Linked DNA regions of Sus scrofa: region 2 is linked to region 1. Evidence: chromatin contacts called from public Hi-C data. All regions are on one chromosome and are shown on one strand. Each heading gives the region's core, a stretch centred on a gene start, on an enhancer-like site or on the middle of the called end of the contact. The rest is flanking DNA. Distances are from core to core; before and after follow the strand shown.

Region 1 (3,927 bases), core at 794-3,293:
GGATCCGAGCCGCATCTGCGACCCACACCACAGCGCCCGGCAACACCGGATCCTGAACCCACAGAGCGAGGCCAGGGATCGAACCTGCAGCCTCATGGCTCCTAGTCGGATTCGTTAACCATCGCACCACGACGGGAACTCCTAACTTTTATTTTGAAGATCAAAGTGAACGAGTCACAAAAATAGTCATATAAATATAAACTTAAAAACAGAAACAAAAAAAAAGGATTCTTAACTTGGGCTGGCAATTTGCAAAATATATATTGTTTCATAACTAGATACCTATTTTGCATACATTTCCTCTTGGTTCCATCCCCACCCTGTCTGCCCCTTCTCAGCCCAGATGCTGTCTTTGCAGAAACCTAACGCAGGGCCTGCCCCATGTAGGAGCTGAGACCCAGACGAGCTCCAGGCTCAGGGCTGCTTCCAGCTGTTTTCTGCACCCTTCCGTCATGCCTCGACTGAGCTTCCCCTCTGAGAGAAGTGATAATAATTGCCACTTACTGAGGACTTGCTATGGTTCAGGCTGCTTTCTGAGTATATTTTCTCATATAATCTTCAAAATGATTTTATGAGGTAGATACATTGTACTGATAAAAAAAAAAAAAACTGAGGCCCAGGTGGCAGGGGCAGAGCCATTATTCAAATTCAGATTATTTGATTATGGAGCCTTTGCTTTTTTTTCTTTTAGGGCTGCACCCACTGTATATAGAATTCCCAGGCTGGGGGTCTAATCGAAGCTAGAGCTGCTGGCCAGATCTGAGCCATGTCTGCGACCTACACCACAGCTCACGGCACCACAGGATCCTTAACCCACGGAGAGAGGCCAGGGATCGAACCTGCAACCTCATGGTTCCTAGTCGGATTTGTTTCCGCTGCGCCACGATGGGAACTCCCAGGAGCCTATATTCTTAATCAATGAACTATGCTGTCTCTAAATAGTTTGCATCTTTATGAACTATATTATTTAGAAGTTTGGAGCCTTCAAATTAGAGCAGTGAATTCAAAATCTTAATTAAAATTATTTATCAACTGTAATATGTTGCCAGTTAAGATCTACTCTTAATTACAATGAGATAGTTTCATGAATTATATGACTTTTAGGAGCGAGGGGATCCAGGGACCAACCCTATTCTGTGCTGTCTGGAGAGTGGCCACAGGGGGGCAACAGTGAATAAAATTAGCACAACCCTGCCACAAAGCCAGTTCTTCCTTCCTTGGGTAAAACCGCTCACTTAAAATTTATGGATTATTTTTACAGACTATTAAAAGTGTGATTTTGTTGGTTTTTTAAAAAAATGAAACGAAGACTTCAACACTGTTAAATTACTAACATGGTTTTTAAATTCTCAGGGTTGATCTTAGGGCTAAAAAATCATTATTGAATATATTCTGATCTAATTAGGAAACCATTATGCCTTATAGATCATTTATTTTCAGAGCGCATTGGAGTCAGCGAACAGTACTAAAACCACTCAAAAATACTCCAGGGCAGAAAAAAAACAACGAGAATCCACAGCCACAAGAAGCAAAGACGTCACCGGACCCAGCATTTACAGGGGTTCACTGAGCTTCCTGTCAGCGGGGTCAGGAGCAATTGAATCCGTGGGTCGTCTGAAGCGCAGATACTCCCACGTGTCCCCAAGGCCATCAGTCAGGCAGAGTCGCACCCTGTGCTGCACCTGCTCACTGCCTCCACCCGACCCACCTTGCCTCCTCCAGCCCACTTCTCGGAACCCCCATTCCTCTTTGGACACCCCTGTTTATTTTGCCTTTACTTTTGCGCTGTATGTAATGTTTAACTATATACCATGCTGTCATGTAACTGTTTTTCTCCTCTTTCAGTGAAAAGATAGCTTTACATCTTCCAGAGTGACTAATAAGCACGTGCTGTGTTGCATCAGTTCTTCAGGGGCTAGGAGCACCCTCACAGTGTCACGGGTCTGGCATCTTGGGCATGGTGGCTGCAGAGAAAGCTTAGCCTGCATGCAAGGAAGCCAAGATACAGGTACCACTCTCTTGGTGCTGTTGAGACAGCCTATGGCAAAGGAGGCAAAATCTTGGGTTGTGGTTTGGAGTGGCTCACCGTCCTTCAGCCACGACCAAGGGAACATGGGCACAGCCTCCAAAGATGCTTGTTCTGATGCTGCCCAAAGAGATATCCAAGGGCAGCCGTTGTATCCAAGGCATGGAATCAGGATATGGGGGGGTAGGATGGAGTCAGAATTCCGGTCATAGAAGCAACCGTGACGATTGCCCAGAACGTGACAGGCATGGAAGAAGGAGTTGCAGAACAGATACATTCCTCTAAAAACATCTCCTAATTTTGCAAATAAAGAGTCTGACACACAAATTAAGCACTTGCCTAAAGTTGACCGGAACTTGGTGACTGAGCCGTACGGAGATCCCAGAGGGCTTCAACCACCGTGTCCTCAGAGTGGCTTTATTTATCGCCCATGTGGGTACCTCTTCACAGGGCAGGTGCTGAGAACCAAGGCAATGAGAAACCTGGATGGATGTGCCGAGCCTTCATCATGTGGACTAGTCAGCTGCGTTACATTGCAGAGCTTGTTTCAAGGGGTGAGGCCACCCCTGGCTGATGGGAAACCCACAAGTCAGCAGAGGGAGGAGGGAGATGGAAGAAGCAGAGCAACAAATGTGGGTGCCCTCTTCACCCCTGCCCCCGGAGGTATGAGGTCTCCACAGGACAACAACCCCCAGCGCCCCCAGAGCCTCCACAGAACTCATCCCTTGCTTGAAGCTGGGCTTCAAAGATGCAGAAAGATCTTCTGGCCATTCAGCAGAGGAGGCTATGGGCCAGAGCAAAGCCACAGAGTCAACAGCCCTGTGTTCATGGAGCATTAACTTCCTACAAATACATTCTGGAAAGATAGAACACTCACAGCTAAAAAAATGATATATTTGGAGTTCCTGTCGGGACGCAGCGGAAATGAATCCGACTAGGAACCATGAGGTTTCGGGTACGATCCCTGGCCTCGCTCTGTGGGGTCAGGATCCAGCGTGGCCAGGAGCTGTGGTGTAGGTTGCAGACGCGGCTCGGATCTGGCGTGGCTGGCATGGTGGCGGTGGCCAGTGGCAACAGCACTGATTAGCCCCCTAGCCTGGGAACCTCCATATGCCGCGGATGTGGCCCTAAAAAAGACAAAAGGCAAAAAAAAAAAAAAAAGATATATTTACTTAAAAAGAAAGCCAGACAAATCGCAGAGTAAAACGGGTTTAATTGACAAGTATTCGTCAAGGGTTCACTCTGTGAGTTTGGAACAGCTGCCATCGCACGGGGAGTCTGCAGACAGCATGGGGCCGGAAGGAATTCCTGCTAAGAAGGAATAATACAGGCCAAGGGGGCTGCATGGGAGGGGCAACCCCTTGCAGAGATGCCAGTTTGGAAGCCCTTCTGATAAGGTGGCATTGGAGTCAAGACCTAAGGAAGGGGGGCAAGGCGTGTGGACGGCTCTCAGTGGGGGGGGGGGGGGGAGAGACAAGCAATAGCCAAGGGTGCTTTTTATTCACATTAAAGACAAAACATACATTTCAAGCTGTGTTGACTTAGGGGCCCCTTCTGTACCTTGGGTGCTTGGTACCCAAGCTTCTTGGGTTATATGCTTCCTTTTCCTGTCTCTTAAATGCTCTGGGGCAGCGTGCCTTATTTAGGCATTGACCTCTCATTGAAAAGCCATAAACCAACCCTAGCTGGTGCTCAAGGCTTCAGAGAAGGGACACAAGACAGATGAATTTTCGTGATCACAGAGAGCTAGCCCCAAACGACAGGGCTCATGGGAGTTTCGAGAGCCAGGAGCCCCCTAGGCCCCCTCGGCAGAGGTGAGAGTCTTGGCAGAGATTCTTCTCTGGGGCGGCCATGCCCTGTCTTCACTCAGAGTGCTGCCTCCTGCCCTGACCTTGCCAACT
Region 2 (3,927 bases), core at 724-3,223, 220 kb after region 1:
TCCACCTTGAGGTCCCCTTTAACTGAGGAGCAGACAAGAGACACGGGGTGGGGGGTGCGGGGGGCCCAGCTACTTGGCCAGTTGCATTATCATCTGCTCCCAACCAGTGCTTCCTCCAGGCCACCGTCCTACAGGTGCCACTCAAAGGTATCAGGAACGAAAACAGCGGATGGAGTTCCCATTGTGTCACAGTGGAAACGAATCCGACCAGGAACCATGAGGTTGCGGGTTCGATCCCTGGCCTCGCTCAGTGGGTTTAGGATCTGGTGTTGCTGTGACTGTGGTGTAGGCAGCTGCAGCTCCGATTGGACCCCTGGCCTGGGAACCTCCATATGCCGCAGGTACGGCCCTAAAAAGAAAGAACTAAGCAGCAAGTCCCAATTTTACCAAGTAATGACTTCTTGACACACGCCACATGGAAGCTATCTAGAAATTCAAGCTTTCCTCTGAGGAAAAATGCTACATTTTAAATCCAAAAGTGCATTTTATCATTTTAATGTAGGGGTAAATCTGGATCCCCCAAACTGCTCATCCTTACGCTAAACAATGAGACGGCTCCACATGCCAGGCTGAAAAGACAGAACCTTCTTGCAGTTCGATGCTATGCTCCAATGTCTGATGATGCTGCGTCCAGGCAAAGTCTGAGCATTTGCCGCCCACTGAAGAGCCGAGGCCGTAGGCCTTGGGCTAGACGGACCGAACCATGCACTTTCTTTTATTTCCTGAGCACCTACTATGTGCTGGACGTGGTCTGTGTGAAAGGAGCCGGACAGTAAACCAGAGACCCCCCACCCCACCCGGAGAGACCACAGGAAGTGGGTTCTCTACGAGGGAGGGGAGGCTGCCTGGAGGAGGCGTCAGAGTGCCTTTAAAGGACAACTTCATTTTAGACCTTCCCGTTTCGGGGTCAGCAGTTGCTGTTCTGTTGCTGTGGAAACGCCCAAACTCTGGATTCCTTTTGACTAATAAGCACATTTCTTAGGCATGACCCACACGCCAGTGGATTCCGCCCCTCCTGTTCCCACGGCCAGTAACCCATAACGTACCGGTGGCTTCAGCACGGGCACGGAAGACGGCTCATGTGTACCCAGTTCTCACCACCGGCCAGGAATCGTGCTTAACCCTGGCGAGGAACGCGGTGACGTCACCAAACCTGCCCACAGCTTGGGGTAGGGGGCGGCTCGGGGGTCCTTCTCACCACGGCCAGCAGGGGGCAGCAGGGCGATTGGGGCGAGGCGCAACCCTGGAGGGACGGGTCACAGCCACCTCAAGGTGAACAGCCCTAAGGGGCCGGCAGGGTCTGGTTGCTCTGGACGCTGGACGGCCGGTGTGGAGCCCAGAGACTGGGGAGGGGGCGGAGGAGGAAGTTTAACCAGGGCGGCGGAGGGGGGGGGGGGTCTTCCTGGAACCTGCTTCTGCTTCTGAGACAGAGCCAAGTCATCTCAGACGTTCATTCTCAACGAGCAACTTTCATGCAAAAACTGTTGCCCCGACTCTTGGGAATTCTCGTAACAGCCCTTGAAGAACCCAGAACCCAGGGCTCCTCGGGCCTCTGTAAACTCTGCAGGGCGAATCCATTTCCACACACAATTTATTGCTAAATGCAGAGCAGGAATGTTGGGGAACCAGAAAATATTACGACATCGAGATGCCCGCTCGTCACGCACTCCCATCACTGCTGTGCCCACGGAAGACCCATGGGGTCCTTGTGATTTTCTCACTCCCTCCCCCCTCCTTCCTTCCCCTCCTTCCCGCCCCCCCCCAGTGGGGCTCTAGCGACCCCCACTGGGGGGGGGGTCCCCACTAGGCGGGGTCGTCACAGAGACCCTGAAAAGCTGCAGTCCTCTCATCGCTCCTTTGCCTGTAAATGGGAAGCCAGATAAACCCTAAAGGTTCTGCCTGGGGATGGGAGGGCGAGGCTTGGTCTGATTTCGCAGCCTTTTCTGGCTGCGCCTTGCTCCGCCCGTCTCTTCTCCTCGAGGGCCCTCTTCAGGGCGTCCACGGAACTGCCCCGAATCTGAGGCCTCCAGGCGGCTCTCCCCGCGGTGGGCGGATGCGCTCCGCTCTCAGGGTCACGGAGGCAAAGGGGAGGCTGTGCAGAGCTGGGCCTGGGGAAGCGCCGGACCACCCCGCGGACAGACAGGCCCTGGTGGAGGGCGCGTCACCTGCGAGTCAGCGCAGGGAGGCTGTGGGCCAGCTTGCCAGGGTCCCCTGATGGACGGGGAGCCCAGTGAGAGGCCCTGGTGGATGCCAGGGCATCACACGGATCACCTTGCTGGAGGAGGCTGGCCAGGTCTCCAGGGAGGAAAGGGCTCACCTTTACCTGTACCTCGCTGGGGCACTCCAGGGCATCACCTGCAGAGGGGCTTCTCTGTGCCCACAGGACGTTGGTCTCGTGAGCTAAAGACATAAATCATGGGCTTTTAGAGTCAGAAGGACACTCGGATTGTTGCCCTTGTGCGTTTAGAGTGTTCACGGGTCCCCATGGGTCCCCGGCTCCACTTTGTCTTGGATTTCATGCGGGGACACTCCCTGAAGGCCGCCCCCCCCCCCCAGGATTCAGCAGGTAAGACTCCAATGACCAGGAAAAGCCCAGAGGAAGGAAGGGAAGGGGGTCGCCCTCAGTGTGGCAGGAACTGCAGGAAGAGTTTTACGTGTGAACGTTTATACAAGAGGTGAGGAGGCCTTTGGGGCAAGGTGGCTGCCTACAGGGTTAGGTACACACGTGTACATCCATCCTGAATTCCTCTGCGCTTTCTAGACCTGTGAGCCCAAGGAGCTGATGGCACGAGTTGGGCAGAGATGTCTGGTCAGGCGTTTGGGTTTTCTCGGCAGCAGCTCAGGCCCTGCTCCAGGGACACCCCTCGAGGCAGGAACAGGATCTGACCGGGAATGCTGGAGCCAGAAAGAAGCACAGGTAAGGAAGAAAGAACAGCTCTCTCCTGGCTCTCCAGTCGGCAGGTGGCTGGAAGCCACGCTGTCGGGTACTCTAAGGCCAAGTGGGAGGCGAAGCTGTGCTGAATTCTAGGGCAGAACAGGTGCCGGCTGGCTTTTCAGTGGTGGATGCCGCCCTCCAAACGCTTGAACCAGCAGGACAGACCCACAGAAGTGCAGGTGACGCCCAGCGCCAGCCGGCCACACAAACATCCCAAGAGTGCTGTTTATGGAGTTCCCGTCACGACGCAGGGGTTAACGAATCCGACTAGAAACTGAGGTTGTGGGTTCGATCCCTGGCCTTACTCAGTGGGTTATGGATCCGGCACTGCCATGAGCTGTGGTGTAGGTTGCAGACACGGCTCTGATCCCACGTTGCTGTGGCTGTGGTGTAGGCTGGTGGCTACAGCTCCGATTAGACCCCTAGCCTGGGAATCTCCATGTGCAGTGGGAGTGGGCCTAGAAAAAGGAAAAAAATAAAATAAAATAAAATAAAATAATAATAATAATAAAAATAATTTTTAAAAAAAGAGTGTTTATATGACACGTCCAGAGCAGACAGAAGGTAGACCCGCGATTGCCTAGGGCAGGTGGGAGCAGGAGGAGTGGGGGAGGCTGCTAATGGGACCAGAGTTTGCTCTGCAGACAGAAGTGTCTCAATTTGGATGACAGTAGCGGATGTATAACCTGTGATTTTAATGCCCAAAGCCGTTAAACTCTACACTTATATGAGTGAATTGTATGGTATGTGAGTTTTACCTCAATAAGCCGTTTTAAAAGCGCAAACACAGACACTGGATGAAGAAGGGCTGAAATTCAATTTGTCAATGATCAATTTCAACATTAGTTTCAAAGATACAAAAGATACTCTCTCCTGAATCTGCACAAATACTCATTTTGGGATATCACAGCAAGACACATTTTTAACTTTAACAAAATATTTAATTGCATAATACCAATGCAAGATGCTGCAAGTATTCCTTTAACAAAATT

The links. A called contact is a pair of places that touch in the nucleus more often than the background predicts.
Region 2: a contact with region 1 is called in a Hi-C map of omental adipose tissue, with 3 times the contacts expected there. The contact joins two enhancer-like sites. A contact is called at or near these places in 10 of 47 Hi-C or Micro-C datasets (brain, embryonic fibroblasts, fetal skeletal muscle and 5 more) and 1 of 2 datasets of contacts at active chromatin or transcription factors (skeletal muscle).

The regions. Positions count from the first base shown.
Region 1 is chr18:278,693-282,619 of Sscrofa11.1, forward strand. No RefSeq gene overlaps it. Among named protein-coding and RNA genes, the nearest start is that of VIPR2, 120 kb to the right of the region's middle. Within about 2 kb of position 2,044, at least 1 of the 83 cell types and tissues checked has an H3K27ac peak or open chromatin away from gene starts, as enhancers often do. A contact at or near this core is called in omental adipose tissue, where this site is marked.
Region 2 is chr18:502,563-506,489 of Sscrofa11.1, forward strand. No RefSeq gene overlaps it. Among named protein-coding and RNA genes, the nearest start is that of WDR60, 51 kb to the right of the region's middle. Within about 2 kb of position 1,974, at least 31 of the 83 cell types and tissues checked have an H3K27ac peak or open chromatin away from gene starts, as enhancers often do. A contact at or near this core is called in omental adipose tissue, where this site is marked.